Regions from separate parts of the Mus musculus genome. Here regions 1, 2, 3, 5 and 6 are each linked to region 4. The links are chromatin contacts, called in public Hi-C and promoter capture Hi-C maps. All regions are on one chromosome and are shown on one strand. The core of a region is the stretch at or near the end of the contact, and the rest is flanking DNA. Distances in the headings are between cores, read along the strand shown.

Region 1 (4,099 bases), core at 1,023-3,522, 2.3 Mb after region 4:
TAAACTCTGGTTTCAAGGGAACACAACCTAATTCCTAAGACTATAGCTCTCCAAGTATGCATGTTTCCCCTCCTCCTTCCTCAGCTTTTTCCTTGAGACAGGCTCTTGCATGGCAGCCTCAGGCTCTGCCTCCCTAGAGCCCTGATAACAGTGTCACCATGCCAAGCTGTTAGTTTCTCAGAAAACTGTCCTTTCTTCTTGAGATATCTCCCCACACCATACTGTATCAGCTCTTTTATATGTGTTACAGTCCAAGAATAAGTCAATTCAGGGGGTGAATGAAGAGTAAGATTGGGGGGTAAGGGGTCTTAGAGTAAAAAGAAAAGTTTATTTTGTTTATGGATCCCATGGTAGCCTCCAACGATGTAGCTGAGAATGGCTTTGATCTCCTCCTGCCTCCACCTCCCTAATGCTGGGGATACAGGAGTTTGCCACCGCACATCCTTTTGGATGCGGTAGACTAACTCAGGTTTCGTGCATGCTAGGCAAGCACTTTAGCCCCAGTCCCTCTAGAAACATCTCTATTAGAAAACCAAACATGCATCGAACTTCCAAACACTAACCTGTCACAAGAGGTATGTCCAAAGAGAGGAAAGACATTTTAAAGGGACGGCTCCAGGCAGCTCAAGGTGGACATTTAAGGATATGTACTAGGTGCCTGGGTCAAATCTAATTTCTCAGCAATGGGGCCTCACCTGGCCAGGGGGAGATGGTGGCCCGGTCGATGGCTTCGGAGCCCTTGGCGGTGCAGTAATCAGACTCCAGGAGTGTGTTAAAGAGAGTGGACTTGCCAGCATTAGTGGTGCCCACCAGGTAGACATCACCACGGTAGCGCCAGGAGCGCTGAAGAGCAGAGATCATTTCTTCAACTCCATAGCCCGTCTTGGCGCTGATCAGTCGCACGTCCTTGACTACCGTGCGGGACCTGGAGGACGGATTCTGATTCTTTATCTCCTCCAGTGGCTCATCCCCGGCAGGGTACTGTGGTCCTTGATGACCAGGAGCCACCACGAGCCCGGCGCGGATGCAATCGTCCCACAGCCGCTTCCGCAGCCGCTTCAAGTAGCCGGGAGCGTCCTGGGGCAGCAGGTCCACTTTGTTCCCCAGCACGATGAGTTGCTTGGGGCCCACCAGCTTGGGCAGGTCGGGCAGCAGGGCGTCCGGCAGGTCTAGAAGATTCACCATATAGAGCACCAGAGCCGGCCCGGGACGCCGCAGCGCTGCGCTCACAAGCTCCAGGTACTGATCGCGGCTTACCTGCAGGCGCAGGGCTCGTCCGTGGTGCACCAGCAGCCAGCAGCGTTGGCACACGGTCCGCGCCGGGCCGCCTTCCGCCTGGGCAGCGTCGCGGAACTTCTCCTCCGGCAGGTAGCCCGGCAGGCCGGGATGCTGGCAGTGCAGCTCGGCTCCGCAGCCCGAGCAGTAGATGCCGCTGGGCGGCACCGAGGCGTCTGGAAACTCCGGGACAGGCAGCGTCCGGAAGCCCGCCCGCAGCTTCTGCTGAAGCCGCTCCTCCCGCTGCTGCAATCTCTCTCGTTCCTTCTCCTGCTGCAGCTGCTGCAACTCCCGCAGCTCCTGCAACTCCCGCACTTGTTCCTCCGGGGTCCGCTCCGGGACGTACTCCGGGAACAGAAAGCGTTCCTCCGTGTCCGGGCCTTCTGCATAGTCCTCGGTCGCCGTGGAGCTCGGGGGAACCCGACGGCCCAAGGATGATGCACGCTGGCGGATGGGGACCTCACACTTCCCCTCCAGAAGCCACCGTGCTGGGCCGTAGCACGCAGCGGCCGGCGCGGGGCCCCGCCGGAGCCCGCAGAGCAGCCCGCAAGCCAGGCGCGCGGGCAGCATGTGGACAGCGCGAGGAGGGCGGGGCCTCGCGCGCGCACGCGCGCTCGCGTCCGAGAAGTTCCTCCCCCAGCGACTAGACGAGAGGGAACTGTCCAACAGTGCGGCCGATTCTCGCACTCTCGCGATGACAGCTCTGAAACTCGAGAGTTCAGGCAGACGTGCAAAGGCACGGACTCGATAGAGCTGGGTGAGCAGAAGGTTCTCCAGTGCTCAGTCCACACGCGGAGCCATTTCTTTCATAAATCTTCAAACAAATCAAAACACGCAGCAAGAAACTTTCATTAGCGTAACCTAACTTCTGGCTAAGGAGCCGTCTGTCCTCAGCGGCAGCCAGCTAGTCATCACTCGCGCATGCGTAGTTCAAGTCCAGCCAGACCCTTTGCCAGTCGTCTGCGCAGGCGCAAGCCTCACACCCCGCCCCCTCGCTGAGACGCCGAGGATTCTGGGAACGTCGGAGACGGACATTGCTTGGTATCGCACTCTTGAGTTTGCCGCCGCGCTTCCCGTCTCCAGCTTTGCGATTCCGAGTAAGAGCTCCAGAAACCTTTGGCCAAGATGTATGACGCCGACGAGGGTAAGTGACCGCTTGAGGCACGCTTCACGCTATAGCCCCTTAGGCGGGACGGCGGGGGACCTGCAGCAGGGATCAGCGCCAGCCGCCGCATCCCGTCCGTGGCGCGCGGGCTCCCGGCAGCCTGGTTCCTACGATTTAGCCCGGGAACGAAGTGGGCTTTGCTAGCGGTGCAGGCTCGGGGTTCACGTTCCTGGGTCGGCTTGATTGCTCCCTACACGGCCTCCCGTTAAATCTGTAACCACCTTCCAGAATCGACATAGCGTAGCTTATTAACTAACATTTAGTTGTTTGATGTTGATTGATTTCATTTATCATTTCAGTCGACTTATTGAATAGCTATTATTATTATTATTATTATTATTATTATTATTAAACGGCACAGGGAATTGAACCCAGGGCCTGTCTGCACATACTCTGCTTCTGAGCCATATTTCTAGGCCCAGGAAGCTCAATTTTTGACCACGTCCTTGTGTTAGACATTGTTAAACTCTGGACGTATTAGGGACAAAGAACGGGTTCTGGGTTGACATTCCTTCACACTGTCTTCAGTTTAAGTAAACTGCCTTAAAAGATGGCCTTAAGCGGTCACTTCCCACGAGATGACAGTTCTAGGATGGTATGTTTTCCATTTTCACGAGGACAAAATGGCTTTTTACTTTTTGTATGAACACTTCTTAGTCCTACCCATTTTATTTTCATGTTGTGTGTGTGTTTTTTTTAAGCTCCCTTTTCTCTGATCAAAAATCATTTTATTCCAGCTCCCAACTTTGTGGCTGTCCTATGCATTCCCCTCCCTCCCCCTTTTCTCATGGAAACAATAGAAGCAAACGCTTTAACTTTTAAAATTGCTTCAATGTCTCAGACCCATTCATACCTCATTAGAATCTATTAGAATCGTTATATTCTTTTTAAAGTTATTCTTACTTGAAGGAAATTTAGGAGCTTTAAAACCATATGACATTTATTTATTTTGTGCATATGTATGAATGTGGGCGCACTCATGGGGTGTACCATAGAGGTCCTGGAGTTTGAATTCAGGTTCATGGCCCTCAGACTATATATTTCTGTAGAGCATATTTCACTCTTCAGATACTTTTAACAGGAGCGTGATGCTCAAACGAAGCTTTCTTACTGGACTGGAGATGTAGCCTGGTGCTCGTACTGCCTAGTGTGGGCCATGCTCTGCAGTCAGTCTTAGGCATGGAGGGGGTGGGGGAAGGTCATACTATTTGGAAAGCTGTACAGGGCATGGTGGGCATGAGTTGACTCTCTTTCAGAGTTTCTGAATCAAGGGGGCTGGAGAGATGGCTCAGCAGTTAAGAGTACTTGTCGCTCATTCTTGCAGAGGACTTGGGTTTGGTTCCCAGAACGTGCTGTGCATGAATCTAGGAGATCCAATAGTACATATCCGGAGCCCATGCGTGCATGTAGGCATAAAGATCATATGCATAAAATAAAAGTAAACCTTGAGAAAATCTGTGGGATTTCTGACTGGAATGTCTGTAAGTGGCTCTTACAGTTTGGCATTATCAGCGAGCATTGGGAAAGTATTAGAAGCTTTTTAGTGACAGTTCTGGCCTTCAGAGCAAACAAGTCAGAATTGCAGTGCTTTTTCTGACCTTGTCCTGAAACCATGTGACCTCATTCTAGCCGCAGGCTTTACTGGAGAGTTGAAAATTA
Region 2 (4,427 bases), core at 297-2,796, 2.5 Mb before region 4:
GAATGCTTGCTTTCCTACTATCCACAAAACCCAAGCCAGCTTACCAACTTGTTCATAGGTCTCTAAATAGCACACTGCACCTCTATGATTAACTGACCAATTGCCAGCAAAATCAACGCAAACTAACTTTCAAGTTACCCTGGGAAACCCCACGCAGAGACTCAATTTTGCTCCTAGCAGGAAGGGAGAACTGATGCAATTCTACTATAATTTCAGAAATAAAAATTTTAAACCTCTTCTGAAAAAATACCTTCCAAACACAAAACACTTTCAGGGACCACTCTCTTTTATCTGGAGTGTTATGTATAAACACTCTCAACGTCGCCCTAAAAGATCTTGGACCAAGGCTATTGGCAAATCCATCGTGGCAACACCTGATACATCATGGAAAGACATGGAATTTCTGCACTGGGATCAGTTAAAAACAACAACCAAAACGCTTACAGGGTCCAAAAAGTCAGGTAGCCTGGGAAAGATGGCTATCAACAACTGGTCTTGAAAGTCGAGTTGATTAATGAAGAATGGAGTTCCCAATCTGTTCGTAAATGGAATTCTGAGACCTTAGCCTAGCTTGCTGTTACCATACACACAGATGCGAAAGCACAAGGTCCTATTTTACGACAGATGTTAAACATCTTAGATTATAAAAGAAAACAAACTCTGGCGATCCATTTACTGAGTTAACCAAATCAGCTGCACACAATTGAAGAAAGTGACTAACAAAGGCAATTATCAATTAAAATGAGGATGCAAGCGATGAGATGAAAATCTGCCTGAATGGAGACGGTTCCCTGAGACTAAACTCCGGGAGCTGTTAAAAAGTGAATGAGAGACTTGGAGGGCCCTGGCAGCCAGCGATAAGTAGGGAAGTGACTTGGGGAGTTTGGTGGGGCGGGAGACCCGAGCCATCCTCACCTGAGCCATCCTCACCCCGGGCCCCCGGGGGCTGCGGGGCTTCGCCTCCAGCTGAGCGCTGCCCGCGACCCGCAGGGGCCAGAGCTGCTGCTCCCCCGGGGCCGGGGCCCGAAGACACCGCGCCCCCAGACCCTTTGGCTCGCCCTCCTCCAGCGCCACCAAAAGGGACTCCATTTCCTGAGAGGGGCACTGCGGTGGCCCGTCCTCGGGCTCGGCCTCGGCCAGCGGCCACCTGGCGCCAGGGAGCGTCCATCCCTGCAGCGGAGAGATAAAGGAGAAGGAGCGTGAACGGGCGTCCGAGGATGGAGGCGGCTGCCGAGGGACCGCAGGGTCAGGCTGGGTGCGGACGGACCCCGCGACACGGAGACCCGGGTCTGAGGAGGTTGCGGCCCTGTGTCTCCCGAGGGCGAGTCCCGCCAAGCCCAGGCTCGAGCGACGGGCGAGGAGGGAAAAGACGGAGGGCAGAAAAGAAGCACGGAGCCACGAGGAGCCCACCCGGGACAGGAAAAACCCAGCCACGGGAAATTCTCCTCAGCCTCAGGAGAAGTGCGGTAGGCACAGAAACGCGAACTGACCGTGCGGCCGCGGCCGCGGCCGGGAACCAACTGCTGAAGTGGACCGCACCGAAAAGCTACGTCTCCTTACCGACGGCGCCCACCGCCAGGGACTACAACTCCCAGAAGCCTCCGCCCGCGGACCGCAGAATGCGTGGCAGCGAGGCAGCTTTTTTTTTTTTTTTTTTTTTTCCCGGAAGAGACGAAGGAATGCTCAGTGCGCATGCGCGGTCGTTCGCGGCCTTTGGGGAACTACATTTCCCAGAGTGTTCCGAGGCTCATGAAAAGTAGACGCCTCCGTTGGTGGGCGTGCCGGGAGCATGCTGCTACTGGCGGCTGCTCCCAGGAAATACGCGAGGTTTCAGGATTCAGAGAGGGCAAAATTCACAAACAGTTGTTCTCGCCATAGTCTTGCTGCTTGCAGGTAGCAGGCAGGTCCTCGTCCAGGAAGTACTTAGAAAACAGAAGACGCCATGGGGAGCAGGATCAGAAGAGCCACGGGAGCATTGTAGGAAAAAATGGTTTGAGTGGAGAAAGCTTTCAGAACTCACAATGAAATCTAGCCCCTAGTATTAACCACCTTTTATACTTTAAAACAAGCTTTCCCTTAGAGACTGCTTCTTTTCCTTTCAAGGCTGCTCCCTCCAGTAGATTCATTAAGGAAAATAACTGAAAGCCAGCAGCTAATCTTTACGTATAGATTGCAGAAATTCATTTAGTGGTCTCTTGGAAAATGAGCTGAATTTTTGTTGATATTTGAAGTTATACAATCCTTAAATTACCCTTCAGCTTAGTTAATTTCCCAACATTTACCACAAATATATTTAGATGCCATTCAATGTGTCCAGGAGTGTACAAAATATTTACATATATATGTGTGTGTGTCTGTGTGTGTGTGTGTGTTTGCACATATACAAAGTTTTACACTTATAATTTATTGAGATGAGTTTTTTTAATATTATCTAGGCTGTTCTTGAACTCATGATTCTCTCACCACAGCCTTAGAAGTTGTTGGGGCTCCAGGCCTTCATCATCATGTCCATTGTGTCAATATTTTTTTTTATTCAAAATAACCTTATTTATCATTCCAATTTTACCACTGGGAAAACTAAAGCATAGAGAGGTAATTGTGCTGAAACTAAGCTTTAATTCTATCATGTTTTTAATTTCTTGTACATAGGTATTACATCATGGCCTATAATTCATCCAAAACCAGTAAATGTCGAGGGAATATTGAGGTGGCTGATGATAAGGAGACCCTCATAGAACCTTGGTGTGTAGCACAGATCTGCGTTAGCACATTGTCCAAATCTCCATACTAAACCTTCCTGAGAACACATTCCCTCCAGTCCTCCAAACATTAGTTATAAACTATTCTAATATTTATCGAGAGCTTCAAACAAGCATTCCTTCCTTTTCTTTTACATACCTGTTTAATAACATGTGGAGTCTCATCATTGAAACCAATTTTTAATAAATAAATGACACCAAAAAAATCTTTTTCAACACTCCAGCAGGGCCTGGGTTGCAACTAGGTAAAGTGACTCCTGGCCTCCTCTCTTAGACATATGATGATTGTGTAATTCTCTTTAATGTTCTGCATCTGCAATGTCCTGATAAGCCACGTGGAAACTAGTTACTCCTCGGCCTTTGTAATGAAACCTGTAAGTGGCTGGAGGTTTAAGTCAAGGGGTATGCCCTTGAAGGATTCTCTCTCTGTCTCTCTCTCTCCCTCCCTAACTCCCTCTCTTCCTCCCTCTTTCCCTCCCTCTCTCCCTTTCTCCCTCCCTCTCTTCCTCTCTCTTTCTCTCTCCTAGAGGTATGAGATTTGGCCCCCACCACACATGCCTAGAATGATATATCATTTAACCACAAATACAAATCAGTGAAGCCAGTCTTTTAAGATTGAAACCTCAGGAACCCATAGACCAAAGCACACTTTTCCTTTTTTTAAGGGAGTTTATCTCAGGAATGTGATATGGTTCATAGAAAGCTGGAAAACACATACGGCTATTCCAATTATATTGGAGTACTTTAAAAGGCAAAAACTTCACCTATTCAAATTTTTCCATGAATGTAATGAGAATTTATAATGATAACCACTTTGACATCAAACAATGTTATGAGCTCACTGCATGAACAAATACTATTACATCATAAGCCTTGACCATGCAGAACAACACAGGAGCATGTGTAAGTGGAGAGTACATTTTCAAGTTTTTCATGCTGCTATGTTTACTTTGAAATTTCAGATAGCAACATAAATAAAGGTTCTTTGATGTTTTTCAAAGGGCTATGGGTTTACAGAGTGAGAAATATAACTTTGAGCTTGTATTTGACTTTAATTAAAAAAAAAAACTTTTCCCACAAAAAGTTTTAAAACTTAATAAGGTGAAAAAAAGATGAATAAAGTGACAGTCCCAAGCATTGGGAGTGCTCAGATTTTCTGGTAGGAGTGGAAACTGCTTAAAAGTCAAAAATAGATTTGATGTACTACCAAAGTATTATGATTAAAAAGTTCCATTTTGAAGCCAGAGTAGGTAGGTTGGGGAACAGGGGAGGGGGGGGGGCTACAGGGCAGATAGGGTATAAGGGACTTTCAGGACAGCATTTGAATTGTAAATGAAGAAAATATCAAATAAAAAATTGTTTAAAAAAAAGCAAGCAAGCAAACAAACAAAAAAGAAGTTCCATCCATTTCTGGATATATACCCAAAAGAAAGCAAAACATAACTACACACATAAATGCATATACCTGAGTTTGTTGGAAGGATGTTCAAAATAGCTCCAAACTAGAAGCAATGTGACATTGGCCTCTGTCTGTTTTCTGTTGCTATAACAATACACGAGGCCACAGATGAATTCTGGGTAACTATGAGTGCCTTAGTTAAACTTAACAGAACAGAGATTTATTCTTATAGCTTGGGAAAGTGCTAGAAGCTGGTGAGGAACTTCCTG
Region 3 (4,031 bases), core at 434-2,933, 2.2 Mb after region 4:
CTTGAACCCTAAGTATCTGGATTACTGACCCAAGCCACCAACCTGGTCTCTCTCTTCACCAATTCAATGGGAAGGAGTTCTTGTTTCGTTTGCTTTTCATTTCCCTCTTCCTCAATTTTATTCCTCTAAGAGTTCTTTTCAAATCTGATTCAATGCACGGAGCTTGCACTGAAAAGACTCTGGTGCGCAGCGGCCTATACCTGTAAGACCAACACTCCAGAGGTGGAAAGACCACAATTTGGATGCCTGCCTAGACTATGTAGGGAGACTGTCCCAGAAAAAACAGCCATTGAAATCTTTGGTGGTCAAGTACCTTAGGGCCTTCATTCCGCCTTGCCTTCAATTTTGTACCAACTAGTAATATATTGTAGGGTTTTGTTTTGTTTTGTTTTTTTTTTTTGAAAGATGGGTTCTACAGCGTGCCAGAAAAGAGGTAAAGGAAAATGTCAGAGAAACCTGAAGCTCTGCTTCCAGCCTCTTAGCACCCACCTGCTGCTACCTCTGTAGTAATGCCAACGAGAGGTTCACACATTTAGATCCGGAAATGCCGGGCCCTGAAGGCGGCCGAGAGCTTTAAACTCTAGCTGGTAGTTCACTAACTACAAATTAAAGGCTACAAGGCCCACTTCCAGGAAGACATTAAAAGCAGGCTAAAAAAGCATTTCAGGTGAGAAGGGACAGGACCTGAGACTCCCTGTCCCCATTATAAGACGTCAGGTACTGAACTGGACTTGGCTTTGTCTCAACCCCCACAAGGACTGATTTTCTCCTGGTTAAGAGTTTGCAATGTGAAAGCATTTTGACCTCATGAAGCTTAAAATTACAGTTAAGCATAAAGATCTGTGTAGGCAGGCACTTAGATTTTGTTTCTTTGATTGAGAAAGGTCTCACTTTGTAGCTATGGCTGGCCTGAAAATTCTTACATAGCACACTAAAGCTTTAAGCTCTCAGCAATCCTCCTGCCTCTGTCTACTGAATTCTGAGTCTGATTGCAGACAAGAGCAATCCCCCACCCCCGGGCCCCCCAATTTGTCAAGTCAATGACCTGGATCTCCTGGTGCTCACGCCTTTCAAGTAGGATTACAGACTTGTGCAGCCAGGGCCGATTTTCGGGTTTTGTATTGTTTTTTAATTTCTTGCACTAGTGTCCCTAAGTAGCCCAGGTTGATCTTGAACTCCGGCCTTTAACTCTTGATCCTCCAGTCTCAACAGCATTCTGAGTGTTGGGATTAACGGCGAGAGCCCACACGCCAGGCCTGAACAGTATTTTTCGAGGCTTCAGCCTTACTTAAGAGGCCAGTGACAATACTTCTCAAGAGGGCGGTCAATGCCTGCACGTTTTTTCCTCCAACAACCCCAATTCTCGTGCACGCCCGGGTAAGGCTGGGGCTAACTTCTGCTATTTGTTTATAAAAGAAAGAAGCTCAGGGAGTAGGTTCCGCCCCTTTAATGAGCCTAAGGCGGGAGTCGGGGGCCGGGCGGATTAGGTAAGTTTCCCCCGAGGCGCGCCCCCAGGCAGGCCAGGAGTCCACTTCGAGCCTCGGGACCGAGGGGCGGGGCGCGCTCGGCGGCCACGCGCGCGGGCGGGGAAGGGGGCGTGTCGGCGGGCGCGCGCGGACGGCGAGGGGGCGTGTCCGGCGGGCGGGCGGGCGGCGACGGCGCGGGCCGGGTGCGCGGCGCAGCGTCCTGTGCTGGAATGTGCGGCTCCCGCGAGCTCGCGGCGCAGCAGCAGAAGACCGAGGAGCGCCGCCGAGGCCGCGGGCCCCAGACCCGGGCGGCCGGGACCGCAGCGACGGCAGAACCAGGGCCGGCGGTCTGATCCCGCTCCGCGATCGCACCCCGGGATCTCGAGGGCCTCGACGCCCAACTTTTCCCCGCTCTCCCTCCCCTCCCCTCCCCCGAAAGTCCAGCAACAAAGAAAAGGAGTTGGAGCGGCGGCGACGCGGGGGTGGCGGACCGTGGGCGCACAGTTCAGAGGGTAGGACGCGGCGGAGCGAGGAGAGCGACGGGGGAGGGCGGCGGGCAGGCGCGGAGCGGCGCGAGGCGCTGTCCAGGGCTGATTTGCAGATACTGTGGCTCGGGCGGCGCGGCGGCCGGGCGGGGGCGGGATCGAGTTACGGAGCGAGTCACGGGCTGGGCCGGGGGCTGGTGCGGAGCGGCGTGGGCATCGGCCCCCAGCGGAGCACGGGGAGGCCCTTCCGCACGGCGCTGAGATCCGGGGCCACGGAGGCCGGAGCGCCGCTGCTGGTGACCGCGGTCCTGAAACTTCCCCCCTCCGCCCTCCCTCCGCCTCGGGCCCAACGCCCCCGGCCCCGCCGGCGTCCCAGGCTCGCCGCCCCCTCCCCCCCAGTCGTAGCAGGGCCGGAAGGCGGCCGCCCCGCTTGACTCAGCCCGGGGCACGGGCGGCGCCGGCGGCAGGCTGGACAGCGATTTCTGCGGCCCGCGCTGGCTCTGCGCAGCGGGGGAGCGAAGTTCGCAAACTTCCGGGCCACGGGGGCGGCGGTGGCGGCCCGCGTGGGGCCCCTCGCAGCGACCGGGGGCCGACAGCCTCGGGAGGGCGCCGCGGAGCCCCGGTACAGGCCCGATCGGACGCGGGTAGCGAGGTAACTTTTCCGCCCAGTCCCGGCCGGGCTAGTGGCGGGCGGCGGGGGAGGGGGCTGCGGGGCCGCGGCCGGCCGGGGAGGCGCCTCTAGGGTGGTGGGCAGCGCGTGAGGTCCGAGCCCAGGCACCGCCCGCGGGTTGGTGGCGGAGAGGAAGCAAGAGGGCCCAAGTTTGCAAAGAGCTGCTTTGTGTTTGGTATTTTGAGAAAATGGCCGAATGCCTATTTCAGTTAGGAATGCCGCCGCCGAGGCCGGCGCTGGTGGCAGCGGCACATAGGAATTCGGTGCAACACGTTGCTCTCGGGCTGTGCTTAGCACAGTCTGCCCGAGAGACGTGGAGATTTCCTTGGGAGTGTGGCTGCCGAGGTGCGTGGGGGAAGCTTTAGAGTGGATGTTGAGGTCCGTTGTGGAATCCGTGGGGCTGTTGAACTAGGGGAGAGCCGTTTCCTGTGATGGCATTCGGGCTCAACTTTTTGTTGGGGCATGTAACTGAGCGAGCGAGTGAGCGGGCGAGCTTGTGTTTTAGACTCTAGGTGAAGCGGCCCGCTTTTAGTATTTTCGGTTTTTAGTTTGTCTTTTAGTACTTTTTTTATTCTTTGCATATCTTGCCTTTAATAATTTGCAAGAGGCACACTGAGTTCTGAGACTGGTACCTTTGAGGCTGGAGGTTGAGACCATTTAGAAACTCAACTTGTTTTCAAGAAGGTGATCTGTAATGGCTTCCCCTAGGCAAGTAGGCCAAGTCAAGCACAATGCGGCTAAGTTGGTTGACGTGTTGAGTTGCACGACTCTTGAGGGAGTTTTCTAACAACAACAAAAAAGCACTTTAAAACTTCCCCTTTTGTGGGAAGAAGGGATCCGTAGCCACCCCTTTAAGAGTCATCAAAAAGTTTTTTAAAATTTGTTACTTTTTTCAGTTTATTCTTTTAGAGTTAGTTGAATTCTCATGAAGAAGTTGAAGTCTTGTAGATTTCTTGATGTGCTCATTAGAGGCCCCAGAATCGCCTGTGGTTTTTCTTTCTCTCTCTCTCTCTCTCTCTCTCTCTCTCTCTCTTTTCCTTTGGAGTTCTCATTCAGACCACTGAACTGTTGGAGAAGTGAGACAACAATAGTTAACTATTCAGTGATTTGGTTATTAAAATTTTAGTTAACATTAAAAATATTAGCCACCAAAAAGAAGACTTGCATGCCGGTGTAGACCCAATGGGTCAAAGAATTCGCTTTTTTTTTTTTTTTTTTTCTTCTGGCTATAGAGGAAACAGTTCCTCATCTGTTTTTGTGATTGCAATAAAGAGAATTGAAAATTCACAGCACCCTTGCCCAGGCCTATCTAGTGCTAGGATTACATGCGAGTACTGCCATACCCAACCAGAAAAAAAAGTATTTGAATGTTGTTGTTAGAAGTTAACGAAGCTTGTTGAATTTTAAAGG
Region 4 (4,213 bases), core at 1,514-4,013:
GAGACACAAGTGATTGATTTATATAAAAGTGGCAGAGGAAGGTTACTACCTATCAGAAGTGTCTAAGGGAGGTCACAAACATACTAAGGCTTCCTGCAAAGGTGGCAAACACCACCATCACTAGTGTCTGCAGCAGATTCCGAGGTACAATCAAAACCACCTCCAAGACCTTCCTCCAACCCCATCCAAGCCTATTCATGAACAAGAGCTCCACTCATATGTGGCCACTGGCCTGGAAAAAGAGGGCTGGAACACCAGCGGATGCTCCCCACATGATCTTAATGGGCAGATAAACTAGACTAAATGACTGTTAGTCCTGCAAATGGAAGTACTTTATTTCTAATGCTTATAATAATAAAGGCTAGTAGTTCCTGAGCACAAGCCAGGTGATTCTGAAAGACAAGATGAAAAGACCACTAATAATTACTTCACACACTTGTTAACCACTCCAAATAGTCAACTACAATCCAACTTTCTATCTGAGCACTTTGACTATTCTATTTCCCAACAACATGTTTAGCTTTTCTTCTTCTTGAACAGAAGAGACATGACAACTGCACTTGAACCTTATTTGGTTACTCTGAACCCAGGACAAGCACTCTAACACTGAGCTACATCTCCAGCCCTAGCTGAACCTCTGCAAATAAATTTCTGCCAGCTTTGATTTGACAGGAGGAGTTTAAGGATGACCACAGACAACATGAAAAAGTTCAGAAATCCTTTATGTAGCCCTGAAGACCAGGGGAGTCTGCAACTCACAGATCCACCTGCCTCTGCCTCCTGAGTACTGGGACTATCACTGTGTCGGTTTTTTGTTTGTTTGTAATTGCTTTTAAAAGCACCCATAGTCCTTAAGTTCAAAAGAAAAAGAAAAAAGTCCTAAGAGTTAAACTAAAAATTAAATAGCAGGTTATAACACTAAAAGCATTATGATATACATTTAAACTGTATTATTCATAATTAGCTATATTCCTTAATTAAGTTTGTGTTGACAGTTAAAACAGAGCAGTTATTATGGTGCGAAGTCCCATCTCCTTATCCAGGTACTGAAACAATGCTTATGCAGTGTTTTTACCCTGTTAAATCACCTAAATGCACACGTTAACAGGTGCGAAGACACCAAGGTGTTACATAAGCACACCCCAACAACAACAACAAGGCTAGTCAGGATGACTACACAAGGGCCGATCTTCTGAGGAGCCTCACTGTTTGACCGCCTTGCCCACAGCACGCCCCACTCACCCTACACCAAAAAACAATGACAAGCGCTCCAGACAGCTTCAGGCTCGCTGCCTTTTTCTATCAGTGATAAAGTGATATGCAAGTACAGGAAGTTTGAGCGATGACTTTTCAACTGGAGATAGCAGCTGCAAAGGAGTATCAATACCCTAAGTTGTACAAACTCCGGATTTTATCAGGGAAATGTTACAAAACTTCCTTCTTCCGGACAACTCATTATTTGCCCCAAGTCTACATTCCTTTATTAGTCACGACCTTTCAGAATGCTTTCATCCCTTATTGTTTGAATAATATTGGGACTTTTGATGTTGCTAATAAACCTTACAGGGGCCCTTATCAAAGAAGCCAACCTAGGTCCGTGTCCCAAAACAGACCGGATTACAGGAAACTCGGTACTTGTAATTCCTTGTAAACAGATGTATCCTCCTCTTTTTTTCCGTCCACCTGTATACTTCTATCATACATAATTGACAGCAACTCGAATCAGTTTTGCAGAAATTTACTCTTGAGGAACTGGGAAGCCCCTACGTGTTATGTGTGATAGACACACGACAGTGAATCTCATTTACCAACTGCCACTGGGATCTTAACACCTCAGATCTGACCTCTGAGCCATATGTCAATAGGCTGTAAGTCAGGCAGAGTCCCAAAGAATAACGGGGGTGTGGGGGGTGTTACAAAGATGGATCCCACAAGATGTGTGTGTGTGTGTGTGTGTGTGTGTGTGAGTGTGTGCACCTCTAGCCTGTACCGATGGCCCATCAGGCAGACCCTAAAGAGCCATCTTCCCGGCTGGGACCCCACACATCCCCGCGGGCCACGGGGCCTGCTCCGGGGCTGTGGGAGGGAGGGGAGGCAGTGTCTGTCCCCACTTGGGAGTCCTAAACAAATGGAAGCAGAGCAAGTTCTCACTTCCTGATCGCCGGAGCTTCCCCCAAGGCCCCCGTCCCGCGCCAGTCACCGGGGACGGGGGTTTAAGAAAAGGAGGACCCCCAGGGGTCCCAGGGCCCACCCCGCCCGCGCCTCGCCACCCGTCCTCGTCCTAGCCCTCGCAGGGCCTTACACGGTGACGTGACCGGAGCCGCGGACCACCACCGGGTCGGGCGAGTACTTGAGCAGCTGCTCCTCCAGGGCCCGCTCCTCGTCCTCCTCCTCCTCGTAGATTTCATCGAAATCCGCCATCCCGAGCCGGCGAGCCCCCCGCCCGGGGCCCTGGCTCTGGGGCGGCCGCGGGGAACGGCTGGTGAGGCGGCGGGCGCGGAGGCCGCGGAGCTGGCGCTCGGCAGTGTGGGCTCCGGCTACTGAGGAGACCTGGTCCCGGCCGCCGCCGTTGCCGCCGCCACCGCCGCCATTACCGTGGGCAGGAACAACAACACAATGTCAACATCCGCCGGGGCCGCCACCCCCGCCAGCGCCGCCGCCCGCGCCAGCGCCGCCGCCGTCGCCGCCGCAACTCCGGCAACCACAGCAACAGCCCGAGCCACCCGCAGCAGGAGCAGCCGGCTACCGCATCGCGAGACTTCCCGGGAGCGCGGGCGGGCGCGGGCGTGGGCGCGGGCGCGCGGGTGGGCGGGCGGGCGCGTTCACGCGGACGGTCTCGCGCGCTCCCGGGACGCCGGCCTCTTCCTCCGCTTCCACCCGGCGCGGCCCCGCCCTCCGGCTCCAGGGTCAGCGACCCGGAAGGCGGCGTCTGTGAGGATCGGGGGCGCTGACCCCGACTCGACTCCTAGAGCCAGGCTGGAGTAATCTGTAGCCCAAACAACGACAGCGGGCGAAGCCCCTGGCCGGACCAGAGAATCTGACTGCCGGTTTAATAAAACGTTTTTAGTCCACGATGCGAAGCAGAGTTGGTTGACTTTGCCAACTTGAGATTAACAAAGCAGTGCATTCTCTTTTTTTTTGTTGTTGTTGTTTGGTTTGGTTTGGTTTGGTTTGGTTTGGTTTGGTTTGGTTTGGTTTGGTTTGGTTTGGTTTGGTTTGGTTTGGTTTGGTTTGGTTTGGTTTTTCGAGACAGGGTTTCTCTGTGTAGCCCTGGCTGTCCTGGAACTCATTCTGTAGACCAGGCTGGCCTCGAATTCAGAAATCCCCCTGCCTCTGCCTCCCAAGTGTTGGGATTAAAGGCGTGCACCACCACTGCCCGGCAAACAGTGCTTTCCTGTCTACTGTCCTACCTGATTTTCCAAAATATCTCCAAAGCCAAATATTCTGTCCTTTTAGCCCAGGTTGTTTGTTTGTTTGTTTGTTTGTTAACAAGAAATCTCACCATCAATACTACCTAACAAAGTTGACAAGTTCTCTGTGTTCCAATTAAGAAGTTGCAGTTGTATGCTTCGTCTCTCTAGTGAAAAATGTTTTCTCCACAAGAGGGGATGGGGGAAGGGAGGAACAGTGGACTCATGGATCACCTTGGACCTGGTTTCACAATCAAGAGTCTGCCAAGCATCCAAACAACATAGGAACAGAACTGGACTCCTACGGCAAACTGGACCATGGGGTAACAAGAGTTCCTCATTGGTCTGGAAAGGAAAGAGGAGTTGTACTGGACCCAGTGTCCACAAACAGTTCTCTACGCAGTGTTCGCATCCTTCAAGTTCGTTTACGGGTCTTTGTCCAAGCAGAAAACGTACAAAGGTTAACATGAGAGTGGAAAATGCTGGACAACTTAATCCTGGAAAGATCTGGGGAAAAAAAAAAGGGCAGTGAGCTAGGCAGGGAAAAATAGTCGATGCGTCAGACTTATGCTTTCCCAGATTTATTCATTCAATAAACACTGAACCTACTGTGTGGTCAGCTGTGTGTGTGTGTGTGTGTGTGTGTGTGTGTGTGTGTGTGTCTGTGCGCGTGCACGCGCGACTATGTATGTTACAGTCTCTGGCAGTAACTTTTCTGTCATTAAGGCAAGCAACCATAATTCTCTAGGGGGGTGGGAGTCAGAGGGTATGTCAAAGGCTCCAATGGAGCATACACACAGGAG
Region 5 (4,375 bases), core at 1,025-3,524, 2.9 Mb before region 4:
GTAGTAACCAAGCACGCGCTCCTCTCACAGATAAGCCCCCCCCCCCAGGAGCACTACTACCTCGGTTTGGCTTTGCCTCCCCCGGCCCCCAACAGCATACTCTCCTATTCCTCAGCAGGGGTGTTGTGCTTTGCTCTGAGAAAAGCACTGGCCATCTTTCCTTTCCCACCTGACTTCCGCTCTGCACTACCAGCAACTGAAACCATGTGAACCTAACAGAGTATGAAGACTGGATTTAGGACAAAACTGCTTGCTATGCTTCCTAGTTCCACCAACTCCTCATTTTAGTTACATTCTCTGCGATCCAAGCGTAAGAGAAGAATGTCACCTGACCACACAATGTCATAGAATTACATATGAGCACAGTAACTCGAGCATCTTAGCAGGCACAAGACATCAGAAGGCCGTGAGTCTGCCTTTGTTCTTACTGCTGTTATCACTACTTCCATAGCTCAAGCCTTCCGTGTCCTACTGCAGATAATCACATTCATGTGATACTGTTCCAGGCGACACTTGTATCCTGCCAACCACTTAAATCCAAGTAACTGGGAAATGGCGTTGAGCTAAACGTCTTTAGACTCCAATCGCCTTAGATATGAACCCACTCCGTGGGGAACAGTAACCCCCAAAACACCACACAGATGGGTAACTTCTGACTCACCATATAAAATGGGAATACAACCAAAAGCCACCTGTAATGTCTACCAAACAGTATCCTGACACTCCCTGCAACTCTATAAGGTAAGCATTGTAACTGTTCTCATTTTACAAATGAGGACATTGAGGATAAATGATGCTCTACCATAACAGAGTTCCAATCTATCAAAAAAAGTACACATATAAATAAGTGCGTGTGGTAGAGGAGAGGGGATAGAAAAGGTGTTTATGACGGGTGCAAAGGAACAAGGAAAGAGCTGAATTGAAAAGATGAGTGGCCATTAGGCATTCCCAGCCAACGCAATGTGCCCGCACACAGGACTGGAAATAAAACCCCAGCGCAGGAGTGGGAATTGCATCTTTGGAAAGGCAGACAAGGGTGAAAGGGCAGAGGACCTTTGAAAAGGCGAGTAGGGGCCAAATCACAGAAGGCCTTGCATACAACAGAAAGGAGTGAAGGCTTTAATCTGCACTCAACTTTCCTGTAAGTAATTACATTATTTTTCCAAAACTTTGCCAAGATATTGTGAGCAGGAGTAAGTGTGAGACTATAGAGGCAGAGACCATAAACAGGTAAAGGAGGTTGAAAAGGGGAGGTCCAAGGATGAAACCCAGAGTTTCTTAAATAGAGTGGCCTGGTAAAGAAGGATGGTGACACCACAACAACCAATGCTGTGAAAAGGGAGTGGAGACCCAAACCAGGGATTTCCCATAGCTGTGGCAAAAGGCAGAGGCCCAGGAAGAAGACAGCTGGCTCAGCTCTCAGATTCAGGAGTCAAATGTTTTGGCCATCTCTATATAGGAGGAAAGACACCCTGAAAGTTAGGAGACACAGTCCATAGATAGGTTTGAGCTTTGGCCCTGGCTTGCTGGAAACCTGTGGCTGACATATTTCACTGTCCTCATTTGTAAAATCAAAGAAAATGTTTAAAGTACATTTTCTAAAGAACGGAGGGAGTGGCGTTAAATTTCTTTCATCTACAACTGAAGCCGACTTTGGGTAGAAGGGCCACAGTGGAGACTTCTGAAAGCCTGAGCAGGGCAGAGTGCCACCATCAAATCACTTTCACAGAGGTCTGGACCCTGGGTGTGCTGCAAGAAACCCTGGTTGGCTGTCTCTGGTCTCCACAAGCCTGGCTTTATGGGTGAGCTGTTTTCAGCGGCTGCGATCACCTCTTGGCCAAACTTGAGTGGCTACTCCTTTTCTGGTTAGGAGTTGGTTCCTCCCGCCCTCCAGGGAACAGGTCCCACCGGGTTCGACTCCTCACTGCATCCGCCGGACCTCACACAGAAAGGGGCGTTCGGGAGACCTGAACTCAAAGACTGCGGACGCAGCAGATCTCGGGCTCTACCACCCGAGCTTTCTAGAAGCAAGAAGACCCCACACGCACCCAGGCCTGGGCCATTCCTAAACCGCGTAAAGTCCTTAGGCCGCCATTGTGTCTCCAGGGGCCCAAGAAGAATAGTCCGGACCCCGGCCTTCCCGTGCCCTTCACAAACCCCTCACCCCGGCGCCCTGCTCCGGAGGCAGCTTCTGTAGCCGCCAAAGCGGCGTCCCCTCTTCCGGCTCCATCCCCGAGAAGTAGAGATACCTGTCACGTGACAGGCCTGAACCTTAGGCTTACGCTCCGATTCGTCCACGTGACTTTCTGGAGGGCGGGGCCGGCGGGCGGGCTCAAAGTCCTTGTGCGCATGTGCAAAACCTCAGCCATTGGTTTTCTCCTGTAGAAAAAAGAGCAAGTTTTTTTTCCCTCTTTTTTTTTGGGGGGGGGGGGGGGGGGGGAGGGGCGGTCGAGACTGAGGGGAAGTCTGTTACCCATCCGCTTGCTGCTGAAGGAAGATTTACAGACTTTTGCTCGGTTGAGACTGTGTTCAGAGACAGATCTCATAAACTTTCTTCACTGCAGAAAATCATCTAGTAATAGTCACAGCCTGTATTTGAACCCAGGGCCTTTCCCCCAGAGATCTGACAGTCTCCTAGTCAAAGAGTTTGACCTCAAAGACAAATTAAAGTTACTTTTTTTTTTTAATTTTTTTTTATTTTAAGAAGAGATGTGGGGTGGGGGGCTGGAGAGATGGTTCAGCAGTTAAGAGCACTGACTGCTCTTCCAGAAGTCCTGAGTCCAATTCCCAGCAACCACATGGTGGCTCACAGCCATCTGTAATGAGATCGAATGCTCTCTTCTGGTGTGTCTGAAGACAGCTACTGTGTATTCGTAGACATAAAATAAATAAATCTTTAAAAAAAAAAAAAGATTGGATCCCCCCCCCCCGTTTACAAACAGCAAACGCAATCCAAGACAGAACTCATAGAAAGGCAAAGTTCAGCTATATATTATTAAGCAACCCAAAGACTCATTATCCAAGCTAAGAAACAAAACAACCTGCTGGTAAAGAAAACCCATGTTTATACCCACACATTTACCACAGGAGTGAACCCAAAATTCTTTGAGTTGTAATTTCAATCCAAAAAAAAGAAAGTTCGTGATAGAATGAGCCTTGTCATGAGAAGGTGCCATAACAATTAGGGTGATTACAACCCAATATGTAATGTTAGGATTAAGAGTGTTAGAAAGTGCTGAGAGGCATAGATAGAAAAATAGATAGATAGATAGATAGATAGATAGATAGATAGATAGATAGACAGACAGACAGATAGATAGATATGCCTTGTCCACAGTCACATACATGAGCGATAGCTGCAGAGTTTGAAGAAAGAATGAGAGTTCTGCTGTTCTGCCTGGGTAAAGGAAGGCTTACAGGAATGCATGCTTCTGTGACCATGCAATGTGTAAGTTAATAGTGCAAAATGACATCCATCAGGATATAAAGGATATCAAAAAACGGGATTTAGACAACACTGGACACCAAGAAAAGGTTGACCTTTGAAACATGACTATATTAAAATTGAACTTCTGGCAGATGCTGAATTTAAAATATTACATAAAGTGAGAGGAAAGAGCCCTTAATATTTAATGTCTTTTCATTAGTAATCGCTTGTCTTTGTATGTAATTTAAGGCATCATTTTTTTTTAATTTTCAACTTTTTCATTAAAAAATAAAGCGTGTGTGTGTGTGTGTGTGTCTGTGTGTGTGTCTGTGTGTGTGTCTGTGTGTGTCTGTGTCTGTGTGTGTGGTGTGTGTAGGTTGAGGACAACTTATAGACATTGATTCCTTCCTTTTAGGGTCCTGGGGTCTGGACCCTAGTTTTCAGGCTTGCAAACAAACAAATGTTTTAAGTGCCCTGAAGCACTTTAAAACATTACCTGTCTGTTCTGATCCTACCTCAGCTAGGTGTATTTGCGTTTCTGTCACCCTAACTTTGTTTATAGTAAGGGCTTAAAATGCAGACTCTGGAGTTAAGTTTAAGTCCAGCTCTGTAAATCATTGGTAACTGTTATCGTCTGTATAGCAATGGCAAGCTAGTTCACGTCTCTGGCTGGTCTGCGTCTTCATCTCTCATTATTTAGAATGACCATGCAGACTTTACAGGGCTTGTTTTAAGTTCATACCTGTAAAGTTGTTTACATAAAGCACAGCCTAGCACCTAGAAAATGGTATGATTCCTTTCTAAGGAGACTTCTTCCCCTGCCTGTATATCGCCAAGATACATCCAGCCTGCCTTATGGGCCGTGCAGGCAATGCAGATGAAGGGTTGCAACTGGGAGATGTGAAAGAAGCCAGGGAAGCCTCAGTGCTGAGCAGAAGCTGGAACGCC
Region 6 (3,954 bases), core at 1,422-3,921, 2.1 Mb before region 4:
AGTATAGAGCAGATTTGACTTTGTGCTCAGGTATCTGTGATATATATATATCTGTCTGTATAAATTATAACTTTAGTTTTGTTTTGAGACAGGTTCTCTGTATGTAATCTTGGCTGTCTTGGAACTTGCTATATAGACCTGGGTGGCCTCAAACTCACAGAGTTCCTCTGGCTCTGCCTCCTGAGTGCTGGTATTAAGGCAAGTACCAGCACAACCAGCCAACTTCAGTTCTTGGCATACAAACTTTATTATAGATAGAGTCAGAAAGATCAGGAGTTCAAGGGCATTCCAGACTCCTAGTAAGTTCAAGGCTAACTGGAACTACAAGACAAGCTAACAAATGATTAAACCATCAGGTGCTCAGAACAGACCATCTATTACACACACAGAACAGACCATCTACTACACACTTAATATTTACTAAATTAAAAACAATGTGTAGTAAGGCAACTGGGTTAAAAAATGTCTTCTATGGATTTCTCTGTATGAGCATATTCATACTTCTATTTTATAATCATGACTCACCAGAATCCTTCACTTCTTGGTAATAGATTTGTTATTAGAGATCACCTAATTTACACATTCGGACAAAAGGCAAGGCCCAGATTAAAGAGAGAGAAATAAAAGTTCAAGGACCACGTTCATGGGAAGAGGAGACCTTGCCAGCGGAGCGGATTCTGATCACCGATCTGCATGACCTCTGGCTCTCTCAAGACCGCTGATGCTAACTTCATAATGGTAACTGACTTTGTCAAGGAGTATGTCTAAAGAATTCATTAGAAATGTGGCGAACATGGGAGTTGGACTCCATGTCATAAGCTGATAATGTAAATGTATTACTGCGATGTGTGATTTCATCTTGGTGGTGATTCCTTCAGCAATGAGATCAGATATGTCAGGCAGTGTCATAACATTTAATGTGCATCACACAGATAATGCATTTTGTTTTACAAAGGCATCCTGTTAATGGGTCTGTATAGCTAGGGACATAGTTATACTTGACAGCAAACTGTAGCACCCTCAAAGAATTTAATTTTGGTGTCTGTCTGGGGGTTGGGCTATCAAAACATATCTTCCGTTTAATTTCAGCACAACAGGCACTGACTGTGCACTTTGTCAGCCTCATAAGCAAGGAAAATGGAATGATTCCTTTTAATCAGCTGTACAGATCAAGCCAAAGACTTGCTAGGAAAAAATGTAATTAAAAATTACAAATATCTGTAGCCAACTATTGAGGTGATGTCAGCACAAAGACAGTAACTCCTTCAGGGGTTTTTCCAAAGAGGCATCAAACATGGTAGGTAGGGTAGTCGAAGCAGGGAAAATACAGCATGGAAAGGCAGGAGGGTTAAGTCTTATGTGAGTCCACACCCGGGTGTAATAAGACTGGTTCGGGTGTAATAAGACTGGTTCGAGGGTGGAGGAGGCAATTGGAGTCAACTGCAAACATCAGCCAAAAATTTGAGAGACCAGGCACGGTTGGCTGCTTACCGTATAAGTAAACCAAGCAGCTCACAACTGACAACTGTGGAAGAGTGAGCCAACATGACAGAAAAAAAGCGTTTAAGTTTTGTTTGCAGTCGCTTCCACCAGTACGCATTATAAACAGATGCCACCGAGGGCAGAATTTTACATTTACCACCCCTCAACATTCTCTATTGCCTGTCAACGGGTTGCTTGAATACTTTTCATGTACAAGTTAAAAAAAAAAATTCAAGGAGCATATGCCTTTAATCCCAGCTTTTGAAAAAAAGGCAGAGGATGAGTTTTTCGAGGTCAGCCTGGTCTACAGAGCGTGTCTCAGGACAGCCAGGAATACACAGAGAAACCTTGCCTCAAAAAACCCAAAAAGTCAAGACATACTATTAAAAAGTCTTTTGGGGGCGAAGGGAGAACCCAAGGAATACAATGCACATTAATTACTACCGTTGAAAGATTAGTACAGAAGTGTTTTCCATCATCCTCTTGTCTCTGGACCTGTAAACCTTAAGCCAACGAAACAAAACAACCCCTGCCCACGTGTTTTAAACGGATGAAATAATGCCTTTAAAAGTGCTTAGCGCAGTGTCTGGCTTATAGGAACCACTCAACAAATTACGGTTATCATTTTGACTTCCGAGCTCTGAACCATTCGGGATTCGGGTTCTCATTTTCAGGGGATGGAACGGACGAGCCACAGATGGTCTCTGGGGCTGCTGCCAGCTCCGACAGTCTCCGGTTTCAAGCAGGAACCAACTCAGTATTGCCAAACAAACCAAGGGAACGGTCCATGCGACCAGGCGGGGCCGTCCGACCGCGAGTCTCCGCACAGACGCCTAGGGCGGGGCTGAACCCGAGCCCGAGCCCGAGTCGGAGCCGGAGCCAGAGTCCGGTTCTGGGTCTCACACCCGCCCGCGATGAGCTTTGGGGAGGGTAGGCGGCCAGGGCAAAACTCCAGCGATAGCTTAGCCCAGCCCGGCCGGGCCCTGCCCACCTTTGCCGGCGCCCACCACACCCCTTCCGGCCGGGGCCCCGCCCCAAACAATGACCACGCCCCTCCGGGCCCTGTCCCGTTTCAGGCCCCGCCTCCAGCCCCGCCCCACCGCGAGCCGGGCGCTTAGTTCTTTCAGCCCGCGGGCGGCCACGTCCTCCCCCGACGCTCTGAGGTCACCGACCGGGCTGGCCGGCAGGGGGCGGAGGGACGGAGGGAAGATGGCTGCCGAGGCCGGATATTGGCGCCGCCTCCCCCAGTCGCGGAGCCGGCGCAGATGAGGCGGTTCGGCTGGGGCCAGCGGCGCTTCGCAACCCGAGCCGGGGAGACCCTGGCGGTGGGGCCTGGCCCTGCTCTATGCCGGCGCCTCGGCTAGCGTGAGCGGTGGCGGTAACGCCTCTCTTTCCCCCCGACCCCGCGCTTCCCCTGCGGCTTGGGGAGTCGGAGCGGGCGGCGCGGCCGGCATGGAGGACGTTAACTCCAATGTGAACGCGGACCAGGAGGTGCGGAAGCTGCAGGAGCTGGTGAAGAAGCTGGAGAAGCAGAACGAGCAGCTGAGGAGCCGCTCGGGAGCCGTGCAGGGTGCAGGCCTCCTCGGGCCCGGCAGCCCAGCTCGGGTCGGCGTGTCCACCCCTTCGTCGGGCGCGGCGTCCCCTCGGGGCTTCCCGCTGGGCCTGGGCGCCAAGGCCAGCGGCGGGGCGGGCTCCGGCCCGCGACGGACCAGCAGCGAGGACCTGCGGGACGCCACCTCCTTGCTGGCGGCCGGCGAGGGAGGCTTGCTGGACGAGGTAGAGCCGCTGCGGCCCGACGAGCTGGAGCGCTTGTCAGGCTGGGAGGAGGAAGAGGAGAGCTGGTGAGCGCGGGGCGCTGGGCCCGGTGGGCCTGCGGGGCGGAGGGGTGTCCCTGGGGGAAAGCAGGGTGGGCTCGGCTTGTGGTGGGGACGCTGGCTTTTGCCTGTTTCTGCTGCGGGCGGGCAGGTCCGCTGGAGTTGGGGGGTTTCGAGGCGTGCCTTGGAAACGGGTTTGTAGCTAGTTCTCTGGGTCGTGGAACCTCTGGGTGCAGGACCCAACTGGACCCAGATGGGATCTGTGGCTTGGCACAGTCCCCCGTGGGCCCGCACGCTCAGAGCACTCAGAGGGTACCAAGCTGCTTCGTAGGAAGGGATCCTGCTTTGTGTGAAAGACGGGCTTTCGGATGGTGGTCTGAGCGGTTTGGATTGTAGGGAGGGGTCTGCTTCAAGAGGTAACAACCAGGTGCGGGGACATAGAGAGTAGCTACTAGCAGGCAGTGCTTTGGACCGGAGTGAGATGGGGATGTTTGTGGGGAGGCCGGGTGGACGTCACTCCCCTTTGGGTAGTGGGGGGAGTAAAGCTTTGCTTTGTGTGAGGAGGGCAGTGGAGAGGGATGGGGCTGCTTTGTGTGAAGTCGGTGGTGGATCGGGGAACCCTGAATTTTATATTGGAAAACAAGAATTGCATACGACA

The links. Promoter capture Hi-C pulls out the DNA fragments that hold promoters and counts their contacts. Hi-C and Micro-C count contacts between places; a contact is called where the count stands out from the background.
Region 1: a contact with region 4 is called in a promoter capture Hi-C map of pre-B cells, with 3 times the contacts expected there. The contact joins the promoter of Polr2b here to the promoter of Chic2 in region 4. A contact is called at or near these places in 1 of 39 promoter capture datasets (pre-B cells) and 2 of 9 other capture datasets (adipose tissue and liver).
Region 2: a contact with region 4 is called in a promoter capture Hi-C map of pre-B cells, with 2.1 times the contacts expected there. The contact joins the promoter of Nfxl1 here to the promoter of Chic2 in region 4. A contact is called at or near these places in 2 of 39 promoter capture datasets (liver and pre-B cells).
Region 3: a contact with region 4 is called in a promoter capture Hi-C map of pre-B cells, with 4 times the contacts expected there. The contact joins the promoter of Rest here to the promoter of Chic2 in region 4. A contact is called at or near these places in 2 of 39 promoter capture datasets (liver and pre-B cells), 1 of 115 datasets of contacts at active chromatin or transcription factors (thymic regulatory T cells) and 1 of 9 other capture datasets (liver).
Region 5: a contact with region 4 is called in a Hi-C map of CD4 T cells, with 4 times the contacts expected there. The contact joins the promoter of Commd8 here to the promoter of Chic2 in region 4. A contact is called at or near these places in 1 of 484 Hi-C or Micro-C datasets (CD4 T cells) and 1 of 9 other capture datasets (liver).
Region 6: a promoter capture Hi-C map of pre-B cells shows a contact between it and region 4, with 3 times the contacts expected there. The contact joins the promoter of Slain2 here to the promoter of Chic2 in region 4. A contact is called at or near these places in 2 of 39 promoter capture datasets (liver and pre-B cells).

Annotation. Positions count from the first base shown.
Region 1 is chr5:77,308,212-77,312,310 of GRCm38.p6, forward strand. Polr2b (polymerase (RNA) II (DNA directed) polypeptide B) reads left to right here and starts at 2,273. Exons shown (of 25, transcript NM_153798.2): 1 at 2,273-2,419. The coding sequence starts at 2,401. Noa1 (nitric oxide associated 1) reads right to left here and starts at 1,875. Exons shown (of 7, transcript NM_019836.3): 1 at 696-1,875. The coding sequence starts at 1,845.
Region 2 is chr5:72,558,099-72,562,525 of GRCm38.p6, forward strand. It overlaps Nfxl1 (nuclear transcription factor, X-box binding-like 1), which reads right to left and starts at 1,547. Exons shown (of 23, transcript NM_133921.3): 1 at 1,491-1,547; 2 at 916-1,170. The coding sequence starts at 1,168.
Region 3 is chr5:77,263,811-77,267,841 of GRCm38.p6, forward strand. It overlaps Rest (RE1-silencing transcription factor), which reads left to right and starts at 1,684. Exons shown (of 4, transcript NM_011263.2): 1 at 1,684-1,978.
Region 4 is chr5:75,041,878-75,046,090 of GRCm38.p6, forward strand. It overlaps Chic2 (cysteine-rich hydrophobic domain 2), which reads right to left and starts at 2,764. Exons shown (of 6, transcript NM_028850.5): 1 at 2,303-2,764. The coding sequence starts at 2,421.
Region 5 is chr5:72,165,915-72,170,289 of GRCm38.p6, forward strand. Commd8 (COMM domain containing 8) reads right to left here and starts at 2,275. Exons shown (of 5, transcript NM_178599.5): 1 at 2,165-2,275. The coding sequence starts at 2,230.
Region 6 is chr5:72,911,691-72,915,644 of GRCm38.p6, forward strand. It overlaps Slain2 (SLAIN motif family, member 2), which reads left to right and starts at 2,672. Exons shown (of 8, transcript NM_001113423.2): 1 at 2,672-3,323. The coding sequence starts at 2,935.